Linked DNA regions of Mus musculus: region 1 is linked to region 2. A link is a contact called in public HiChIP or PLAC-seq data. All regions are on one chromosome and are shown on one strand. The core of a region is the stretch at or near the end of the contact, and the rest is flanking DNA. Distances in the headings are between cores, read along the strand shown. Region 1 has its middle 12 kb from the start of Capn2. Region 2 has its middle 15 kb from the start of n-TSgct1.

The links. HiChIP or PLAC-seq counts read pairs in DNA pulled down with a chosen protein or histone mark.
Region 1: an HNF4G HiChIP or PLAC-seq map of pancreatic cancer cells shows a contact between it and region 2. The contact joins two enhancer-like sites. A contact is called at or near these places in 4 of 39 promoter capture datasets (the C10 cell line, hippocampal neurons, liver and 1 more) and 1 of 115 datasets of contacts at active chromatin or transcription factors (pancreatic cancer cells).

The regions. Positions count from the first base shown.
Region 1 is chr1:182,525,815-182,532,836 of GRCm38.p6, reverse strand. No RefSeq gene overlaps it. Among named protein-coding and RNA genes, the nearest start is that of Capn2, 12 kb to the right of the region's middle. Within about 2 kb of position 4,411, at least 239 of the 459 cell types and tissues checked have an H3K27ac peak or open chromatin away from gene starts, as enhancers often do. A contact at or near this core is called in pancreatic cancer cells, where this site is marked.
Region 2 is chr1:182,067,555-182,075,371 of GRCm38.p6, reverse strand. No RefSeq gene overlaps it. Among named protein-coding and RNA genes, the nearest start is that of n-TSgct1, 15 kb to the right of the region's middle. Within about 2 kb of position 3,316, at least 22 of the 459 cell types and tissues checked have an H3K27ac peak or open chromatin away from gene starts, as enhancers often do. A contact at or near this core is called in pancreatic cancer cells, where this site is marked.

The DNA of each region.
Region 1 (7,022 bases), core at 3,162-5,661, 460 kb before region 2:
AAAATCCTTCCCAAAGAGTGCCACACAGGGAACAAGTATTCAAATCAATGAACCATGAACCTTATAGGGTCCATTCTCATTCAAAGAACAACATTACACTCCTTGGCTCTATCTTAGTTCAAATTCAAAAGTCTCCAAAGTCTTTCACAGTCTCAACATAGTTTAAAACTCCAAAGTCTCTTAATTGTCATCTAATGTAAAATCAAAACCAAGTCTTGTACTCCCAACATACAGTGTCACAGATTGTACATTACCATTCTGAATGGGAGGTGTAGGGGCTTAGCAAGGAAATACTGACCAAAGTAAACCTGAAACCCAGCTTCAAATCTTCTAACTCCATATCTGATGTCAAAGGCCTCAGATGGCTCTCCCCTTCCAGCTTTGATGACTACAACACACTCCTCTCTTGGGCTGGTTCTATTCCCTCTCTGCTGCTCTCTCTGACAGATCTCCCACAGTTCTAGTATCACCAACATTCTGCAGCCTCCAACACAGTCCAGGCTTCACTTTAATGGTATAAAACATGAGATGGGTCCTGAGTAATTACTCCATTTTCATGTATGGATAGGCCACCCAATCTATGTCATAGATGAGATGGGCTTGAATGACATCGACAGAATATTCCATTAAGCATACGGAATGCACATTCCTCTCAGCACATGAAACCTTTTCTGAAGTAGATGGCATTCAAGGGCACAATATCAGTTTTAACAAATATGAAAGAACCTTATAATTTCTTGTATAAAACTAGAAATAAATAGAACAAGAAACCACAGTAAAAATGCAAGCACTTGGAGACCGAAGAATATACTCTGGAATGGACAATGTATAATTTTAAAAAATTAACATGAAATTATTTTAAATTCCTAGAACCAAATTAAAATGAAAACACAACTTGCCAGAACTTCGGGGATATTGCTAAGGCAAGTCCAAGAGGACAGTTTAGAGCTGTCAATGCTTATAGCTAAGGTAAGTCCAAGAGGACAGATTACAGTTGTCCGTGCGTATATTAAGAAAATCAGAGAAATTACAAGTAAGTTCATGCTGCATCTCTAGATTTTTGGAGAAGCAATGACAAGCCAAGCCCCAAAGCAGTAGACCACAAGAAATGATCAAAGTTAAAACAAAAATTAATGAACCACAAACTAAAATAACAAATAAATAGTTGAGGATTTTTGACAACATAAACCTGATTGTCAAGTAGTTAACAAATCTAACCAAAAAGAAAGAAAGAAAGAAAGATCCAAATTAATGAAATTAGGTGAAGGGTGAATATTGCAACAGACTCCAGCGAAATCCAAAAGGGCACTAGGGAAGATTTTAGAAACTTACATATAAGTTTTTAAATGAACTGAGAAATCTAGAGGAAATCAACCAATTTCTGGGCATATTTGACATACCAAAATTAAGTCCAGACACTATGAACAGTTTAAACAGATCCATAGCAAGCAACAAGACTGAGTTTACTAAGAAATAAAATCCCAAGACTGAATGGATTCACTGAAGAATTCTGCCAAGCTTTTAAAGAAGTGCTAATGGCAACATTCCTCAGACCTTACAACGTACCTTACACACAGAAATGTGTTTCCATGGAGAGTATAAATAATGTTTCTCATCCCATAAAACAGAGTAGGAAGAGACAGTACCAAACTCAGCATTACCCTGAAGCCAAAATCAGATAAAAATACAATGCAAAAGAAAACTACAGGCCAACACCTTTGTTGAACAAGAATACAAAAATCCTCAAGAAAATACTTGTATTTAATAGCAATTAAGATGATCATACACTGTGACCAAGGTAGAGTCATTCCAAGGATGCAAGAATGATTCTACACAAATCAATAAATGTAATAAAGCACAGGTAAGGGCAGAAATCGCACGGCCATCCCAATGTATGCAGAGAAGGACTACATGATGACGTTCAGTGTCTGTATTGGTTACTTCTGCTGTTGAGATCAAATCCCCGATAAAAGCAACTTAAAGAGGAACGAAGAGGAACAGGTTTGTCTGGGTTCAGAGTTCAAGGATACAGTCCATCACAACTGGAAAGTCATGGCAACAAGAGCATGAGGCATCACAGCAGGTCACACTGCATCTGGAATCAAGAAGCAATGAGAGATAAATGCTGGTACTCAGCTAATTTTCTCCTCTTTATTCATCCTAGCACACCAGCCTATGGGATAGTGTCATTCATGTTCAAGGTGAACCTCTGTACTCAGTTAAACCTTTCTGGAAACACCCTTACAGGTACACACAGAAATGTGTTTCCATGGAGAGTATAAATAATGTTTAAGTATTCTGTTGTCTACACACTGATACTTTGTCTTCTTCCTTTTCAATGTGTATCTCTTATCCCTTTCTCCTGCCTTACCACTCTAGTTAAGATGGTTTAGGAGCAGAGAATGGAAACTTTGTCTCATTCTGATTTTATAAGTTGTTCCTTCTTTGACATGATATTGGCTATGAATTTGCCATGCATACTGCCTTTATTATGTCACACTGTGTCCTTTCTGCTCCCTCAAGAGTCTTATCATGAAGGGATGCTACACTGGTTAATCCTGGCAGTCAACTATTGGAATCTAGAATCACTTAATCTTTGATGATTGTAGCAAGAGTGTAAGTTGGAGAAATGATAGTCCCTGCACAAATGGAGAAACTGGGTATCTACTGTGGAATAATAAAACTATCTCTCACCCTGCACAAAAAAAAATTAATTTAAAATATACCAAAAAGACCCTAATGTAAAATATAAAAATAGCTTGAAACCATGGGGCAAGGGATGCTTGAAGAGTCAGGTACAAGCAAGAGTTTTCTGAAAAGGACTCACTCTGCTAGCTCAGGAAGAAATAGCAAGAATTGTCAAATGGGGTTGAATCGACTTAAAAGGTTTCTGGACAGCAAAGGAACCAATTAACTTAGTGAAGAGAGCCTACAGGATGGGAGAGAGTTGTCACCTATACATCTGATAGAGAACTCATATCCAGAATCTATAAGGAACACACACACACACACAAATACAAAATTCAATTATTAAGTGGACAAATTAAATGAATAGACAGTCCCCAGAGATGAAGTGAAATAGACAATAAACATGCAAACACATTGGCACCCTAAACCATCAGGGTATTTACACAGAATTCATCTCACTGTGATTAGAATGAGTATCATCAAGAGAAGATATGATAGGCTGCTGAAGGAATGTAAATTACGAGAATATGTGTTGCAGTCCCTCAAAAAAAGAAAAAAAAAAGAACGATTATAAGATCTATCTGCATCAAACCCAGGGATATAAGTCAGCTTACAATAGAGAGCTGCACCCTTTGCTTATGATGCACCAATCACAGCAGCCAGGTCGGGAGGCAGCCTGGGAGGCAGTCCCTCAGAGGATGAGTGAACAAAGAAAATGTGCTACCTTTACACCGTGGAGTATTACCCAGCCACAAAGAGTGAACTCTCTCTCTCTCTCTCTCTCTCTCTCTCTCTCTCTCTCTCTCTCTCACACACACACACACACACACACACACACACACACACACATTTTTTTCTGATCTGTTTCTCCTCTGGAGTGCCAAGATTACAGACAAGTGCCACTATACTCAGCCTCAGAACCAGAATAATGATGATGATGATGATAGAAAGCAGGAGGAACCCAGGTTGAAAAATAAGGGACAAGAAGTGGGGGAGCAGGGAGGAAAAGACACAAGAGAAGCAGAGGTGGAGGTGGAGTGGGACACTGTTATCAAAGTCCTTTATGTAAATATGTGAGAATGTCTCAATGTTATCAATTGTTTTGTACAACTAATGCATAATAATAAATAGTTAATTCCAAAAAAAGAAAAAGGAGAGAGCAGAGGAACCCACAGACTAGTGGACAGTCCGGCAGATATTTGTGGCACCAGGGGACATTTAAAAAGAGCTAATGGGGCTGAAGAGGTGGCTGGGTTGTTAAGTGCTTATGGCGCAGGATTACTGTACAAGCTGAGGACCGCAGTTCGGACTCCAAGGCCCACCTAAAACCTGGGAGTGGTCCTGCACGCACCGGTAACCGCTGCACTGAGGTGGGTGGAGACTGGGGAATCGCTAGGTTTTGGGGCGTGGCTGGCTAGCTGACAAAAGCGAGGGAGTTCCAGGTTCAACAAAAGAGGAACAAGGCAGAAAGTGGTACAAGGAGACACCCTCTGTCCTCCTCTGGTCCCTGTGAGAGAGACTTGCAGCCCTCCCCATACATAAATAAAAATAATTAAACATTGAACAGAATTCCTTCCGGTTTATGGGCTCACACCTCAGGAGGGAAATCAGAAAGCTCCCCTCCTGGTGTGATTTGCATTTTAATTAGTGCCGAGTCTGCTCTAGGCACTCCCTTTTGGTCGTGAGTCAGGAGGCCGAGGCCTCCCTGCAGAACCTGCTCAGGGCTGGACTTCAACCACACCCTCAGTCCATTCAGACTGGGCACAGCCCAAAGAGCAGAGGCCCAGTGAACTGTCTCAGGGGAGCCTGATAGCCCCATCCCCAGCTGACACCAAGCCCTCCTAAAAGGGCTGGACCACCAGCCTTCAGCTGCCCATCCACAGATAGTGGACTAGATGAGCGGGAAGGTCCTGCCTCCAGCCCCCTCAGAACCTCTCTTGTGAAAACTAAGGAACCTGTGCTCTGAGTCAGCAGCTGTGGAGACACATAACTGAGTGTGACTCAGCCCCAGGCTCAGCTCTGAGGTTCCCCGCAGATTATGCCCTTTTTTGGCCCCAGGCAGGGTTTCCCTCTTCTCTCCTAAGTGCTGATGGGCAGAGCCTCAAACAGCCCCGGATGAGCAGCGCTGTTGCTCACAGGCTCCCTCTCTAGAAGGGCTGGGTGCAAGGAACGACTCCCCAGGACTTCAGATCCTACGGGAGGATGAAGGGGCACCACGGAACCTCCTCTAGCCGTGCCTCAGAGACCAAGCTAATGTTTTAGTGAACGGACAACCCCAAGTCCGTACCTCCTTGGGTGTATAAAGGGAAAAGGAAGGAGAAAGGGAGAGGGAGAAAGAAAGAACAGGAGGAGGGGACAGGAAGGGTGGAAGTCTCTACCAGCGGAAGCATCCTGGTTATTTTATCCCAAATCCTAGATGAATTCACAAGTGACCCCTGATGGCAAGTAAAAACACCTGCGGCTTTTGAGACAGAAAAGGCAAAAGGTCCTACGAGAAGACACAGCACAGGGAAAGAGGGGGAGGGCTACTTAAGGCAGTCTATCCAGGACAGAGGAAGAGAAGAGGTCTGCTGGGAGGGGAAGGGAGAGGAGCAGAGTGTCTGGAAGTCACAGAAGTGACTAGTGACACCAGTCCTGCAGTCCGCAGTGCGTTGACATTGAGTTCAGGGCGTTAGCTTCTCCCTTGGACTGACGTAAATCCACGTCCTACATCCAGGGTCAGAGTTCCCAGCTGCAGCCCGCCTTCACAATCCAGAGCCACAATTCTCTGGCTGCATGGTCCTAAGGAAGCAAACGAATCTCTAGACGCCAATGGCAATGATGGCAGAACACGGCTCCCTGGGCTCCCGAGCTGAACTAATGAATGAACGAACATGTGCTAAGCCTTTGAGAAGGAGGCATGGACTCCCCACGCTGCTCCATCAGTGACAGCACACAGAGGTTCTGGACCAGCCATTGCAGCCCAGGCAGATCTTCACCAAGCCTTCATTGTTCTGGAGTCTCGGGCTGAGTTTCCTCAGAGCTACATTGTGTCCTTTGCCCTGTGGTATTTTTCTCTCTCTTCCTTGTTCTTGTAAGAGCTTCCTTGGGCTCAGAAGGCTTCCCTACCTCCTGTTCTCTGTATCCTCACAGTTGGTACCCCAAAGCCTCCTGCATCTTTTCTTGTTCAGTTTTCTGAGCAGTGTCTTACTCTATAGCTCAGGCTGGCCACACACTTGAAGCAATGCCCCCTGCCCAACCTCCCAAGTGTTGAGATTACAGATGTAAATCACATGCCCAGCTCTCTTGCACCTCTGTTCCAGTTTGCTCTCTGTTGCTAGGATACAAATCATAACCCACAGCAACCTAGGATGTGTGAGGGTCTGTTTGGTATAGAGGTTACAGTCCATCACAGAGGGAAGCCAAGATAGGAACTCCAGGCAGGAACTTGAAGCAGAAGCTGAGGAACACTGCTTACTAGCTTGCTCCCTCTGGCTCTCTGTTCCCTGTCTCATACAACCTAGGCCACTTGCCTAGGGGTGGCAAGTGCTCACAGTACACTGGGCCTGCCCTCCTACATCAATTAACAATCAAGAACATGACTCGCCCATTCTTATGGAAACAGTTCTTCAATCCAGGTATATTAAGTTGACAACCATAACCTCTACCTTTGTGTGTGTGTGTGTGTGTGTGTGTGTGTGTGTGTGTGTGCCTAGAGGACACAAATCGGTACATGAAATTAAGCATAATAGAACTTACCCGAATCCTTAATATATAAAGAGTGTTGTGGATCATCAAGAGGCAAATTGAATATGAAACTTTTTCAGATCCACATACACACAGAGACTGCCCACTGACATCTCATGAGACTTGGGCTGCTTTACAGACTCAAGTTGCAACTAGAACACCTCTAAAGTTCTGCCCAACCCTGGTTTCTGCAATGCAGATTTCACATTGTGAAGCATCCTGGGCAAGTATGGCCCAGTCAGGGCTATGTCTGCACAGAGTTAACTCAAGCCTTCCTCTGAACTGCATCAGCAACCTGAGCTTTATCTGTAAGCGGTCATCCACCTGAGAGTTACCGAGTGCTTTGTCAGCACTATGGTCCCTCTTTCTCACACAGAGAAACTGAGGCCTAAGAAGATAAAGACACTGGCTTAGAGCCACGGTCAAACAAATTCTTAGTGTGCTCACTGAGTCGCCCCCTGGCAGGTGGATGGATACCAAAGGACCCCCTGATGAGGACCCAGGACCAGAGGAGTGTTTGGAATCAAAACCCTAGAATAAATGAGACCTCAGCAATTATGCTATATCACTGAGGCAGGCCAGTGACAATAAGGAAATAATACCTGACC
Region 2 (7,817 bases), core at 2,067-4,566:
TGGAATATGCTGTCTCTAGAAAGCTAAGGGGCAAGCTAGGTGTTGGGCTTCCTTCTCTGGGACAATAACTGCAAGATCCAATACTGTGTCTTTCAGTTTAGAGAATCATCACCATGTGTCCTAGACCTTTGAATCCCATAAGGTGCGACAGATGTGGCAGATCTCTGATGCTTTTTAAAGATTTGTTTGTTTTTTTTTTAAGATTTATTTATTTATTATATGTAAGTACATTGTAGCTGTCTTCAGACACTCCAGAAGAGGGAGTCAGATCTCCTTACGGATGGTTGTGAGCCACCATGTGGTTTCTGGGATTTGAACTCTGGACCTTCGGAAGAGCAGTCGGGTGCTCTTACCCACTGAGCCATCTCACCAGCCCCAAGATTTGTTTTTATTTGATGTGTATGGGTGTTTTACCTTCATGCATGATTGTGTGCCTTGTGCATTCCCACTAACTGGAGTTACAGATGGTTGTGAGCCACCATGTGGGTGCTGGGGACCAAACCCAGGTCCTCTGCCAGAGCAGCCAGTACTCTAGCCACTGAGCCATTTCCCTGGCCCCAAAGACTGATTTATTGTTAATTATGTGGCTGTGTTCAGGTAAGTGCAGTTGTGAGACAGCTGACACGGGTGACAGGGACTGAACTCAGGCCCTCTGTGAGAGCAGCGTGTGCTCTTTATGGCTGAGCCTCCCTCCTCCACCCCTAACCTCTAATTCCTCATGGGGAATTTTTTTTTCCACTCTCCAGAATGCATGCATTCCAAAAGCCTCAAAATCACTAGTCTCTTCTTGTTCAGATGGTCCGATGAGCATGATGTCATCAGGATCCAGCCAGCCCAAGTCTCTTGGGGCTATATCATGCCAAGAGAAAGAGCATTAACATCAGCCCGGGCCAAGATCGTAAATGTCTGATGCTGAGTCCCCAGTGGATCAGCTGTTCTGATGGAGGAGCACGCACTATCAGCTCAGGAGGTCACGTGCTCACTCCTGAGGGTATCTGTGTTTGCTGCAGCAGAGGTGGCACACCGGGCACAGCCGCTTTTGTGGTGCTACTTCTTGTCTGACCACGGTACTCCGTTATCGTCCTCTGGGTCTGACTTGTGAAGGGTTCAGATTGATGATTAAATAGAGATATGATGAGGACCACCAACCTGCACCCCAGAGGCCTTTCTCAATTACTTCGTATAATTACATGTTATGAATTGCCGTCCTTCCCGGTAGTGCACCGCAACTTTTGATTTGCTACCTTGGCACCTGTGGGAAGGAGTGCTTTGGACTCTTCTACCTGGCCTTCACATCATCATAGCTAAGAAAGCTAGGCATAGCTGGGGTGTGTGTGTGTGCGCTCGAGGGTCTGTGTGCGTGTGTGTGCACACGTGCGTTCTGCGTTCGTGCTCACACTCACGCGCTGATGTGCATATGCCATGGGGCATGTGTGGAGGTCAGATGGTAACTGTGGGATTTGGTCTCCCCCTTTCACCACCCAATCCTGGAATGGAACCCAGGCTGTCCATATTGGTGGCAAATGCCTTTATCCTCTGAACCATCTCACTGGGCCCATATCCATTTTAATTATCTATTTAACGTTGGGGAAATGATTACATGCTGAGTTCAGAGACAGAGTGAGTAACTGTGGGCCAGATCTAACTGGTACCCATGTGCACCCACTTTGGAAAGGGTCTCATGATGATGATTTTAGTCTTGGGTTTCAGCAAAGATCCCCACATCCAAGAGTCCTGAGTCTCTCTCTCTCTCTCTCTCTTTCTCTCTCTCTCTCATTAGCAAACAAAGGGCCATAGTTTCCTTTAGGGATGACTTGGGAACTCTACCCTGCCATCCCCATGGTGTCAGTGGGTACTTTCTGATGGGGACCAGACCTCTTTATCCACAGGCTCTAGGTCTGACAACTAGTTCATGTTACGAAACCTGGCAGAGCTTAACGTTGGAGGAGAGATTAACTGCTCATTGTGATGTCAGCTCTTGGCTTCCTGAGCGTCTATTCTGGATTCCATTTCCTTATCCTGACGGAGCAGAACCTCTTTGCCCAATTATCCCATCCATATTCTGTTAGCTGCACACAACTCTCTGAGAGTCAGGGTCCCCTGGCTGCCTTGCCTCTTCATCCTCGCCGCTCATTATGATAATTGCATCCACCTGGTTTCTGAGAGTTTAGTATCTCAGCTGTTCCCTTTTGTTTCTGGTCCCTATCACATCCCATTGTTATCTGTGAACCTTGTCCAGTGGTGGCATCTCCACTTATAGCCCTGCCTATGGACTTTAGGTGATGCTGGTACCTTCTCCCTCCCACCCTCATCAGCATCTCTTATTGCCTGGGATATCCTCCAGTGATTCTAACTGACCCACGTATCCGAGCTTTTAGTCTCTTCTTCCATTGTCTGGCATGGGAAATCTGGCATTTCTACCTCTGCTGTGGACCATACATTTCTTCAGGCTTCCAAGAACCTTCTTAGCGAGTACTGCTGCTGTCCTGAGATGGGTCACAGTGGACAGCACTTCATCCCTTTCCCATTTCTGCCCCCGGTTCCTGTTGATCCCAGGTCTTCAGACCGTTGTCCTGTGTGTGCTCTCCCAACAGCTCCAGGTATGTAGTGATAAGCTCTGCTGCTCCCCAGCCCACGGGTGTCCTTTGCTCCCTCGTCAGGCCCTGACTTGCCTCTAGTTGGGTATGTTGTTACTTTGCCCAAGATATTGGTCTCATGGTTATGATTATTCTGTAAAAGTACACAGAGTCATGTAGTGGGGTCATCTTTAAGCAAGAGGAGAGTACTGGTTCTTACCAGAGAGAGGTAGGTAGTTTCCACAGGCTCAAAATAATCTAGGGATACAGGATCTTTAGGTAAATCCACTGAAACACTCATGAGCCATCTATCGGAGGCTGTGAGGTCCATGCTCAGATGCCAGGAAAGGAAGCGGACCCTAGGAGGATAGAAGGCTGAGGAGACTGCGAGGGGCACAGTCAGCTAACACATCTTTATCCGGCGAATGGATGGCTAGGTAGGCAGGTACAGCTACACACGTCCGTGCATGCTGACTCATGCAGACTGTGCACAGTCAGGCACGGGCACACACACAGGCCAGCACACAGGCCACGCAGATGTACACACAGAGGCCTACAGACAAACAATACAGGCAGGCTGGCAAAGACAGACACAAAGGGCTCAAGGCCTCCAACCTCAAGGACGTTTATACAGAAAGTGTCATCCACTGTTTATTTTGGGGTTCCCCAGGCATCCACTGTCGGCGATTTTGTGCTGAGTCATCGTCCACTCCCCCATGTCCAGTGTCAGCTACATTTAAGCCGATTCATACCCGACACCCACATCAGCACCATGTTGTCTAAACATAAACCGGCCCTTGCAGTTTCCAACAGAGGCCCATTCTTTCTCCACCAGGTCTCTGGTCTTGGCATAGTTCTTTCTACTTTTTTTTTTTAACCTCTGTAAGTTAGAAAAATAATTGCATCGAGTTCTGGGAAGTTGGCCTGTGTTCTGTGGAGTTAGCCAGTATCCTCTCGGAGCTTTGGAAACCAACCACTTCCTGGTACCAGTGACCTTCATGACCTTGAACACCTTGAAGCGCACTGTCCTACAGGGGCCTGCACTCACCCATGGTGATGATGTCACTGATCTGCACAGTCCTGAAAAATGGGAACAGGTCCACAGACACACTCTTGTGGCACTTCTCAAAGTGACTATACTTATGGATGTACCAGAGATGGTATCCATGGAGGACAACAGTCCACAGCACCTTTACTTTCCTCTCCACACCAGCCAAGGATCTGCCCTTGGATGGAGTCCTTGCCAGTAAAGAGTGTTTCTTGTCTGTGTAGGTGCCTTCGATGGCTGCTATGGGCATCTTGATGCTGGATGCTCTTGTAGCAGAGGGAGCCACTCCTTGACAGCTCCTCACAACAGAACCCGTTTCTTCTTTCAAAAAGTTGTGGTACTTTTGGTTAGCATGCTCTGAATTTCTGCCATCCTTCCTGGCATGGTGAGAAAAAGACAGACATGTCTACTGTAAGATGTAGCCTCTGTTGCCCTGATGATTAAGTCTCTAAGTCTATACCTAGCCCTAGTTTCCTTTTTCTTCCAGATGCAAGAAATAAGAGTCTTTTCATGTGCTCCCAAGGAGGTCTTTTGGCTTGGACACCAAGTTCTTAATTGCCGACTCTTCTTTTTCAATACTTCATTACTTTTCACAGTGTGAGTTATCCCTACCATACCTCCTAAATGCAAGAAGCTTGTGTTGTTTCTTCCACAATCTCAAACATCTCATATATCACACCTTCTAGTACATTCCCTTCCATGAGAATACTATTCCAGTTCACCATTGACCAGAGTTGAAGGATCTCGCTGCTACCTTGTGCTAGGGACTGTCAGAGCTTTGCTTCCTGCCATCGATGGTCCTCCTGACTAGTTGGGCCGTAGATGACCTAAATCCAAGTCCCACCCTAGCCTCAGCATTCTTGGAGCCCCACTGGTACCCAGCATTGTGTTCACAGAGAAGCAAATGCTGATTTAGTGCAGTAGTCTGCTAGGAAATGCTCTCTGGATCAATACCAGTGAACAGGCAGGGAAGGAGATAGAACTTCATCGAAGTTGGTTAGACCACAGTGCCATTTTGGTGATACTCAGTGGAAGTCTCTGGGTGGGGGGTGACTCTTCAGAGCTGTCTCAGGTTGGGGCTAGCACTGAGCCTTTGAGCTCCCATAGTGACTCATGGTTGAGTATGAGTTCTCCCAGAAGCTGAAGTGATCTTACATGAGATGATGGGCTTCAGCTAAGTCATTGGTTCTCAACCTGTGGGTCGCGACCCCCTTGTGGGTCAAACCACCCTTCCATAGGGATCACTTAAGACCATGAGGAAACATAGAGATTTACATTACAATTCACAACAGTAGCAAAGTTATAGTTATGAAGTAGCAATGAAAATAGTTTTATGGTTGGGTGGTCACTACAACATGAGGAACTGTATCAAAGGGTCACGGCATTGTGAAGGTTGAGAACCATTGCTAGAGCAATTTCCCCCAAAGGGCCGACCACTTAGAGCTGTCCACTCATAAGCTGGAGGAATAGCCTTCAGTCCTGAAGGAGCAACTCCACAAAATCAGAGCTAGCCTGTCTATCAGACAGATAGATAGACCCAATCCTCCTACTTCCTGCTCAGTGAGGTACTGCATGGTACTTCTGTCCACAGCGCTTAGCATCTTCTAACACAGAATATAATTAACCTGTGCGTCGTATTTATCGTTCAGTATCATAATCCCCTGTTAAAATGTAAAGCCAGGGCCTGGAGAGATGGCTCAGCAGTTATGAGCACTCACTGGTCTTGTGGAAGACCCAGGGTTAATTCACAGCACCTGCAGAATGGCTTTGAACCTTCCATAATTCCAGTCCTGGGGAATCTGATGCCTATCTCTTGCCTCCATGTGTACTGCATGCATGTGGTAAACATGCACCCATGTGGCAAGCATGTATACATGCAAGTATATATTATACATTAAAGAAAAAGAAGTCTTTAAAAAATGTAAAATCAGGAGGACAGAAATTTCTTTTTTTTTTTTTTTTCCCTAATGGATGCATCTTAAGCATCCAGAAAAGGTCCTGGCACACAACAGGGGTGGAAAAGAATCAATAATCAAATCAATAGTTAACTCTTGGGATGCCTGTGAGGAGTAAACTGCTCTGATGACTATGATGACTAAATATTTAAACAGGGCTGACACAATAACTGCTGTGAGATCTGTCCACACCGTGTTTACTCCTGGTCCCACAGACTCAGCTCCTCAATGCGACAGTACGGTCACAAGCCCTCTAGGAGAGGTGCAGGGAGAGCAAGGAACAGAAACAAGCAGTTGCACAGGACATGGAGAAACCAGAGCCCTCAGACACTGCTCCTACATTGGGAACTGGAGAGACGGCTAAGAGGTTAAAAGCACGGGCTGCCCTCGCAGAGACCCGGGATGAGTTCCCAGCACCTACAATGCCTTCATAACCTTAATCCCAGGGCCTCTTCCGGCTCTGCCAGCACAAGGCACACCCGTGGTACATCGTCGTACTTGCACACAAAACACTCATATATAAAATAAAAATAAATTGGTTTTAAAAAGAGAAAACAGTTGGGCATTTCCTCAGAAAATTAAACCAGGAGTTACCAGACACTGCACACAATGAACAAGCCTTTAAAATATACTTAGTGAAAAAAGCTGAATGTGAAGGTCACCTATTGTATAATTCCATTTATGTGACATATGCCAAACAGGTAGCTATATGAACAGAAAGTGTTTAAGTGTGCGGGGAGGGTGTGGGGAGGCACTGGAGTATAGTTCAGGGGTGGAGTACCTGTGCCCGAGGCCCTGGCTTTGGTCTCCAGCTCCACCCATCCACACACACACCAAAAAGAAAAAAGGGAAAAGAGAATGGATGGTCCCAGGGTGGGGTGTGGGGGTGGGAAGTGACTCCTCGTGTGTACAGGTTTCTTTCTGCAGTAATGGAAATGCTCTAAAATGCTAGAATAATTTTAATAAATCTGTGAAATACTAGAAGCCACACTGAATTGTACTCTTTGATACCATCCGTGCATGCTGCCGGGCAAGCATGGGGATTGGAGTTCCAGTCCCTGGCACCTATGTAAATCTCGGGCAGAAGTGGGACCTGTGATCCCAGGAGTCCGAAAGCGATCCCTGGAGCAGGCTAGCCAGGAGCAGTAGCTCTCACCTCTGCAGTTGCATCGCTTGGGAGCTGGAAGTAGGAGAATCAGGAGTTCAAGGCCAGTGTTAACCACATAGCAAGTTCTGGGCCATCCCGAGTTACGTGAGACCTCTGACTCACAAAGAAGGATCACCATCACCCAGTGTGTAGTAAAACACAGACAGACGGGCTGACGCTCGTGGTAACTGGGGGTCAGTGGGTCAGGGTGGGCCTGGGAGTCTTGGGCTCCTCAAGAGATTCTGATGATGAGCCAGATTTGGGGACCTTTGTTCCAGATCGGCCTCCTACCCAGGGCAACAGCCTCTGGGCCAAGAGGTTGACTCAGCCTTTCCAAGAAGCTTTCCCAGGCTCATCTCATCCCTGGAGGAAGGCGCTCCACCCAAGGGCCTCTGCTTGTTCATCAGCTGCTCTGCCTGTGATCCTGTCAGGAATTGTCAGCTCCTACTTACACGCCCTTCCCGCTGACACAAGGGAGGAGATGTTGAAAGCTCTTCAAAGAAAGGTACTGCCTACTGCCTTGTGAGTAACGTTTTGCTCCCAACTGAGTTTCATACTGAGGACCCTGCACTGCCTGGTGACCGGATAATGAACGTCACCAGAGCCGTAATTCACTCACTACCGAGGTGTGGCATGATATTGCCAGAACATTTGGTACGAAGATTTTGACATAGGCTACATTTATTTGGATTTTAATTTTAAAATGTGTTATACGTTATGGGTGTTTTTGCCTTCGTGTACGTCTGTGCACCACGTGTGTACCTGGTGTCTAAGGAGACCAGCAGAGAGTGTCAAATCCTCTGGAACTGGAGTTTGAGAGCCATGAGCCACCGTGTGGGTGCTGGGAATAAACCCAAGCTCTCCAGAGGAGCAGAGCTCTTAACCACTCAGCCGTCTCTCCAGCCCCTTACTTTGATTTTACATTTGCTATTAATTTTTTTGGGGGGGTGGGGTTCGAGACAGGGTTTCTCAGTGTAGCCCTGGCTGTCCTGGAACTCACTCTGTAGACCAGGCTGGCCTTGAACTCAGAAATCTGCCTGCCTCTGCCTCCCAAGTGCTGGGACGTACTTGGCGTGTGCCACTACCGCCCA